Regions from separate parts of the Mus musculus genome. Here region 1 is linked to region 2. Evidence: chromatin contacts called from public Hi-C data. All regions are on one chromosome and are shown on one strand. Each heading gives the region's core, a stretch centred on a gene start, on an enhancer-like site or on the middle of the called end of the contact. The rest is flanking DNA. Distances are from core to core; before and after follow the strand shown.

What was found. Hi-C and Micro-C count contacts between places; a contact is called where the count stands out from the background.
Region 1: a Hi-C map of the N1E-115 cell line shows a contact between it and region 2, with 2.0 times the contacts expected there. The contact joins the promoter of Trmt6 here to the enhancer-like site in region 2. A contact is called at or near these places in 1 of 39 promoter capture datasets (macrophages), 1 of 484 Hi-C or Micro-C datasets (the N1E-115 cell line), 4 of 115 datasets of contacts at active chromatin or transcription factors (the 230-238 cell line and embryonic stem cells) and 3 of 9 other capture datasets (adipose tissue, liver and pancreatic islet).

What each region holds. Positions count from the first base shown.
Region 1 is chr2:132,814,560-132,818,146 of GRCm38.p6, reverse strand. Trmt6 (tRNA methyltransferase 6) reads left to right here and starts at 2,093. Exons shown (of 11, transcript NM_175113.3): 1 at 2,093-2,343. The coding sequence starts at 2,213. Mcm8 (minichromosome maintenance 8 homologous recombination repair factor) reads right to left here and starts at 2,006. Exons shown (of 19, transcript NM_001291054.1): 1 at 1,682-2,006; 2 at 902-1,073; 3 at 359-442. The coding sequence starts at 1,049.
Region 2 is chr2:132,756,152-132,759,507 of GRCm38.p6, reverse strand. No RefSeq gene overlaps it. Among named protein-coding and RNA genes, the nearest start is that of Chgb, 24 kb to the left of the region's middle. Within about 2 kb of position 1,372, at least 16 of the 459 cell types and tissues checked have an H3K27ac peak or open chromatin away from gene starts, as enhancers often do. A contact at or near this core is called in the N1E-115 cell line, where this site is marked.

The DNA of each region.
Region 1 (3,587 bases), core at 844-3,343, 58 kb before region 2:
TTCAAAGTGATACAGCACAGCTTTGGAAGGGTGCGATGCAATGAATATGTCACCGTTGTCCTGCCTCTCCCTTTGAGCTCCCACTTCTGATAACCTTGGCATTTCTTGGTTGGTTCTCCCTCAGTCACAGGAATCAGACTGCTGTGTTGAGTCTACCATATACATATCCAATTCCTTGTATGAAATCTTTTGAAACATTCACCAGTTCCTGTTTTCCTGATACATCATATAGCAATAATGCTCAAACAAATGCTTGGAAGAGAGAAAGGCGGCATAGAGCAGGAAGACCAGTGCACAACGGTAACATGAATTGTAGTATCCAAAGATGAATATATAACTTATGGTTCTTAAACTCCACCTTCAGAGAAGTAAAGCTTCCAGCCCTTATACGGGATAAACTGATCCAATGTTGACTGTTGAAGTAACGGTTGTGAGGCTTGTGCTGAAAACGTAGAATACGATGTTAGTAAAAACCAAAGCACTGGCTAGTTTTCCCTCCAACTAGTTTCTCCTTTTACAGGAGTCTATTAATAGACTCCAAATTAGATATTTCAATAAGAATTATAAATATTAACCTTCAGACCTGAAGTCTGAGTTAAACTATCCTGCTATCTACTAGGCATTATTATTAATAGGCATTATCATTATTTCCATTCCTTGTATTTTTTTTTTCTTTTTACATTATGTTGCCTGTGCACACTAGTAGGCCCACACATGCCATAGTGCATATGTGGAGGTCAGAGGGCAGCTTATGGAGTCAGTTTTCTCCTTCCACCATGTAGGTTCCAGGGACCTGAGGGTCCTCACTTGGCAGCAGTCCCCCTTACCTACTCTGGCATCTACCGGCCCTTGAATTGTCTCTTTCCCGAGAGAAAACATATCGATCCCTGCGTGCACGTACCAGAAGCGTGCTTTCCTGAAGCTTCATTCAGGTCAACTCTGTTTTCTCTTTCTCTCCACCTTCCTGAGAAGTTCCCACCACCTCTTCCTCTTTTCCAGCTTTGGAATCTTCCTCGTCCAAAACCTCTGCCTCTATAAGCACCACTCATGTCTTCCACAAGTCAAGAGCACTCCTAAAAAATGTATTAACATAGTAAGGGGGGGATTAATGTACTGTGTTTAAGACCAGCACTTAGGCTTGCAAAGTTCCATGCTGCAGTATAAACCTTATGTGTTGTATAGTTAATTCTTTTAATCTCCATCATGATTAAGGTACACCATAGACATTTATTCAATACCAGTTTTCAACAAACCACCAAGAGAGAAATCAAGGAGTTAACTTGAACCGGTTTTCTGTGTGGAACTAATATTGGGCAGTATTGGCTGAAAATAATCCTCACCAGTACGATACTAGGGAAATAACATAGCCCAATCTTCGCTGTATTACTTTCTGTGGCAGGCTGTCCTAAAACTGTTCCAAAAGAAAGTAACTCCACTTAAAAATTCCTATCCCACAGATACAAACTATTGATAGATTCATACGCTGTGCTGTAATTCATTAGGAGAACCTGTTCTAACCCTAAGAGGTTTTAATAAATAAAAGATTCGCAAGTATGCAAACTAATAATAATCAAGGTTGCTTGTGATAGCCCTGTGATAAAAGCTCAAGTCTTCAGGATCCTCAGGATGAGACATTCCATCGCAACACTACGTTCCACATCGATCCAACAGGATAACATACTGAGAACGGTGGCGATTCCAACATCTACATAGGGAAGCAGCCTGAGAAAAGTCGTACGCAATCCCTGACTCCCCGTCTTCCTCGCGTCCTGCTTTCAGGAGCCCCGGAGCCTGCGACAGAGCCGTAAGCCGTATACACTCTCACGCAGGGCTCCGCGGACACTCCGTCTCCGGAGCCGCCCGGTGCCCGCGTCACTGCGCGCCAGAACGCCAGACGCAGGGCGGGGAAGGCCGAGCACAAGCCCAGAAGGCAAACTCGGACCTCGCTTGAAGTTCTTTTTTGGCGCGTCTATGACGCGCTTCTGCTTAAGGAAGCCACGCGACTAGGGGGCGGGATGAAGTGTAGCCAATCAAAGAGTTCAGAGAGACGGAAGTCGCCAGGCTTCCGGAAGCCGTCCCGAGGTCCGGACCGGAAAGCGGAAGCGGCGTGCAGCACGTGGGGGCGGTGCCGGCGGAGACGCAGGTCCCTCCTGGTCGTGCCGGGCTCCTAGCGGCTGGAGCAAAAACGGAGGTTGAAATTTACCTGGCTTCCATGGAGGCATCAGCTGCGGAGCAGCCGAGCTCACCGCCCCCGCCTCTCGGGGACCACTGCATCCATGACGGTGACTTCGTGGTGCTGAAGCGAGAAGATGTGTTCAAAGCAGTGCAAGTCCAGCGGAGAAAGTGAGTCTGGTTGCTGGCCTTGGGCAGCGCGCACCACCACCCGGATAATCACTCCCTCCTGTGCCCCATTCTTGGCTCTTTGAATCCCGCTCCCCAGCCCTTATTGCTACCACTCAGGTCTTCCTATCACTGAGGCCTTCCCACCGGGATCCTGCCGCATCCTTGGCTTACGGGTACAGTACTCGCCTCTACCTTTCATTCCCCAACTTTCTATTCTACCTTCTGCGCCAAATTCTCTTCCCAAGAATTCCATTCTTGATACTCCCACTCAGGAGGGTGCTTTCCCGAGGATTCTTGGGGGGCGGGGGAAGAGCCTCACTAGTCTTACAGAATTTATCCAACCTTTCACATTCGTATCTCTTATGTCTGACTCTCTTCCCAGCTCCCCACTTTCTTCATAAATCCAACTTCCTCAGTAAGAGAAAAGGGAGATAAGAAAGATCTCTTACACATAGTATGGCTTGCAGGTAGGCAGTCTTATTCTCTGGATCCCAGTGGGAAAAATCTGTCTACTGTAAGAAAAGAGAACTTACTACAAGGTACATGGCCAGCTTAAGCCCAGTATACATACTGGTGCTTGCTGATGGCCCGCTGAAGCAAACACTTTCCTGCCTCCCAAGTGGTGGGATTACAGGTTTGCTTCACCACACTCAGCTTGCTTCATGTTCTGATACAACCATTTGAATGTCCTTTTTATAATGTGTTTTGTTAGATGATCCTTTTTGTTACCAAGGAGACATACTGTATCTTTAGTTCTAAAAGGTACTCTTTTTGTTAATTAGTTTGTTTGATGGGCTACACAGAGAAATCCAGTCTCAAAAAAAAAAAAAAAAACCAACAAAAAAACGACCTAGTATTGTTTTAAGGTGTGTGTGTGTGTGTGTGTGTGTGTGTGTGTGTTTTTGTGGGCTTGAGTATGTGAATTCCTGTGCGCTCAGTGGCCAAATGCTTTGTATTTCCTGGAGTTGGCGTTACAGCCAATTGGGAACCACACAACTTGGGTGCTGGGAACCAAAGTCAGATCCTGTGGAAGAGCAGTAAGTGCTCTCGAGTGCTGGGTCATTTCTCCAGCTCCCTAAAGAGTCAGCTGTAAGCTCTTTTTACTATCCCTGTTCTTAGGAAGCCACGATCCTAATTTTTTGTTTTATTTAGAAAATGACCCACTGAACCCAGCTGCATCCCAAGCCGGACTCCCTATCACCAAAGAGATCATGGCTCTCTGCCACTCTTAATCGTTCCCAGGA
Region 2 (3,356 bases), core at 123-2,622:
GTGGAGAATGCTCTTGGAAATTGCCAGTCACCCTCCGCATGATGGTCTGTCTGGTCGACAGCTGGCCCCAGTGGGTAGACTTGCATCTAAGGTCGTCTCCAAGCGTCCAGCACTAGTGGATCTGCCAGACGAATAAAACTACAAGAGTAGTCACCAAACAGCTGCTTAGCCAATCCTTCCAGAATATGGGCCCCTCCCCCCACTCCCTTTGAAATAGGGTCTGTGTAGCCCAGGTTGAACTCTCTGCCTTCCTGCTTCAGACTCCTGAGTGTTGCGATTGCTGGTGAGTGCTACCTAATGCATGGCTCTTCACTGTTAAGTTGCACTTATGTAGTATTATTGTTACTTTATGTGGACTAGTACGGGTGCACTCCTGCTATGCCATGTGTAGGGACCAAGGGGCGACTTTAAGGAGTAGGTTCTCTCCTTTCACCTTTATGTGGACTCCAGGGCTCAAACTCAGACAGTCAGACTTGCATGGCAAGTGCTTTACCTACTGAGCCACCACTCTGACCATCTTCAGTTTTTTAACCTGGAATTTAAATTTTTGTTCTAAGTGCATTATCATCCGCAGCTGTGAGAAATGATATATATCCTGCATATCTTGCATAGATATCTGCAATTCTTACAGCATTTACCTTATCCACGTTGTCATGCAAAGCTATAGTATAGTATCACAGCTAGGATATTGCTATTTGTAGATGATGTTGGTCAGATTTCTCCATTTGCTTTGTACTCGTTTGTGTACCTTCAGTTGTGTGCAATTTTCTCATATGTAGGCTCTATATCTTGGGTAGAAGAGAATATGGAAGTGTGAAACACTTTCATGGTATCCTATAGTTTATGAAGAGTTTAGGCACTATTTGCATGCATATATACTGAACATCTATTGATAGAAGTCTCATGAAGCCTGGGACATAGCAATGGTTCACTAATTTAAAGACTGGAAAACTTAGACAATGGAAGCAGAGAGAAGAGGTGGTCAGAGAAAACTATGATTAAATGAAGAGCTTGGTAGGTTGGCTGTGTACACAGGTATTTATTTGTTTGCTTATTTTAATATATAGACCTGTAACTCCACGACAGAATATGAAAGGGGAAAGATAGTAGGCTGGGGATGTTAGATGGGAGGGAGGGGCAGGCACTATAGCATCCTTGCAGGAATAACAGCACATTTTACACCAAAATGTTCCCACAGCTCCTTTAGAGCCTTGCAGCAGGCACTGAAGATCTCATGGGAGGGGAGTGGGACTTGTGCAGGCAACCGGAAGATTCTCACAATTTAATATGCAAGAATTACAGTCTCATGAGCTAACCCAGGGAGTTCCAGGCACCTGCCAGTAGGCTCCAAGGCTGAAGAAAAGCAGGGAGTGGGCACGGATGCTGTCTTGTGTCTTCTGCGAATGCACCACCCACAGAGACAGCAGGGAGAAAGATTTGCTTGGAATGCCTCGAGGCTTCTTGGTAAAGTACTATCTGTGATGCACAGCAACCAGGGATTTAAGGATAAAGAGAGAATGAGGCCAACACACTTCATGCAAGCAGATGGGCCCTGGTCCACAAGCCTATCTTCTGAGAGAGAGAACGGCTCAAGAAACAGAGACCCACACATTCACACACCCAGGAGTCCTATGAAAACACTAAACTGGGAGCCATTCTAGATATGCAAAGGACCTGGAGGGTAAAAAGAGAGGAGAAAGTTAATATATAAGTAAAATAAAAATTAAAAACAATAAGATAATTTTTTTTTAAAAAATCCCTGAACAATATTATGAGACAAGGGCCCTCCAAAGACGCTGCTGCTTTGCTTCCTGTTGGCCTTCTACTGCTGGGCATGTGGTTTGGCCTTAAGAGTAGTTTGTTTCCCCAGTGAGACTCCTGTGGAAGAAATTAAAATTTCAATTGTAAGTGGTTATCAGTTGGAGATTACTTCTGGGTTAGGAATGGAGCCGTGTGTCTCTTCAGCTCTAGGACGCAACTGGAGCAGCTTCCTATAGATGTTATGCATGCTGCCTTACTCTCTGTGAGTTCCTATGTCCGTCAGTCATGAGGATATTGAAGGCCTGGTTTTCTTGGTGTCCACCATACCTTCTGGCCTTACACTCTTTTTGTCTTCTCTTTTACTATGTCCCTCAATTTGTGTGTGTGTGTGTGACTATATCCTCATGGTTTTGCTGACTTTATAGCAAAATCAGCTTACAGCTGGATCACGTGGTGACCTGCATCCTTTCATCACCTGCCAGTTCGGAATGCTCGCCTCTGTTTCATAGCCAGCGTCTCTGGCAGCAGCAGCTGGGCTCAACCCACTCCAGCCTCACGCTATCTTCTCTGTGGCTTTAGCCTTTTTGCAGAAACATGGAGTGACTCTGGTTCCTGTCCTAGCACCACTTTCCCCGACAGATGACTGGTCCTTGCCCTTCTTATACCGTGTCTCTTTGTGGGTCTGCTGCCTGCCACACTTCTTGAAGAAAGCCTTGTGGCTTTTAGGAATGTTCACTGTATTTGCAGGAGTACTCCTGACACAGAAAGAGAAAAGAGAGGAGGCTAAAAGTGGAAGCCCATGCCTCAACTTTTATGTTGTCAGGACTATTGATCTTTTCTTGTTGGCACTGCTCTCTGTTTTAGGAAGAGCTTCTCACGCCAGTTACAAAACAGCAACCTATAGTGTCATCTGTAACTTTCGTAGTGCTGTTTTCCCATTTCAGTAGTTAATCCATAAGGAATTTATATTTTGCATGCAAATTGAGGTGCAGATCTCAGCATTAGATACTTAGATAATTCATTATTAATTTTTTTACATTTAGTTATTGTATTTTATGTATATGAGTATTTGTCTGTATATATCTATATAATTATATAGATAAAGAAATGCACCACATATCTGCCTGGAGCATGTAGAGGTCAGATGACAGTATTAGAGCCCCTAGCAGAATCTGCAGTTACTAGGAGTTGTGACCCAGTGTGGATGCTGGGAACCAAACCCAGGTCTCCTGCAACAGTAACACGTGTTCTTAATCAGTGATCCAGCTCTCCAGATCCTAGACAAGGATCATGAAATGTTGTTTATTTGTTTGTTTGAGACAGGGTTTCTCTGTATAGCCCTGACTGTCCTGGAACTAGCTCTGTAGACCAGACTGATCTCAAACTCAAGAGATCTGCCTGCCTCTGCTTCCCAAGTGCTGGGAATAAAGGTGTATGCGCCATCACTGCCTGAAGAAATGTTATCTTGAACAAATTCTTGGTTTCCAAAAGTATTGCAACCTATCCTTACTCACTCGTTGAATCCTCAGATCATTCTCTGTTGTCCTGGACTACAAGGCTACAGCTTTTGTGAAACTCATCTATACTCTGTCCTC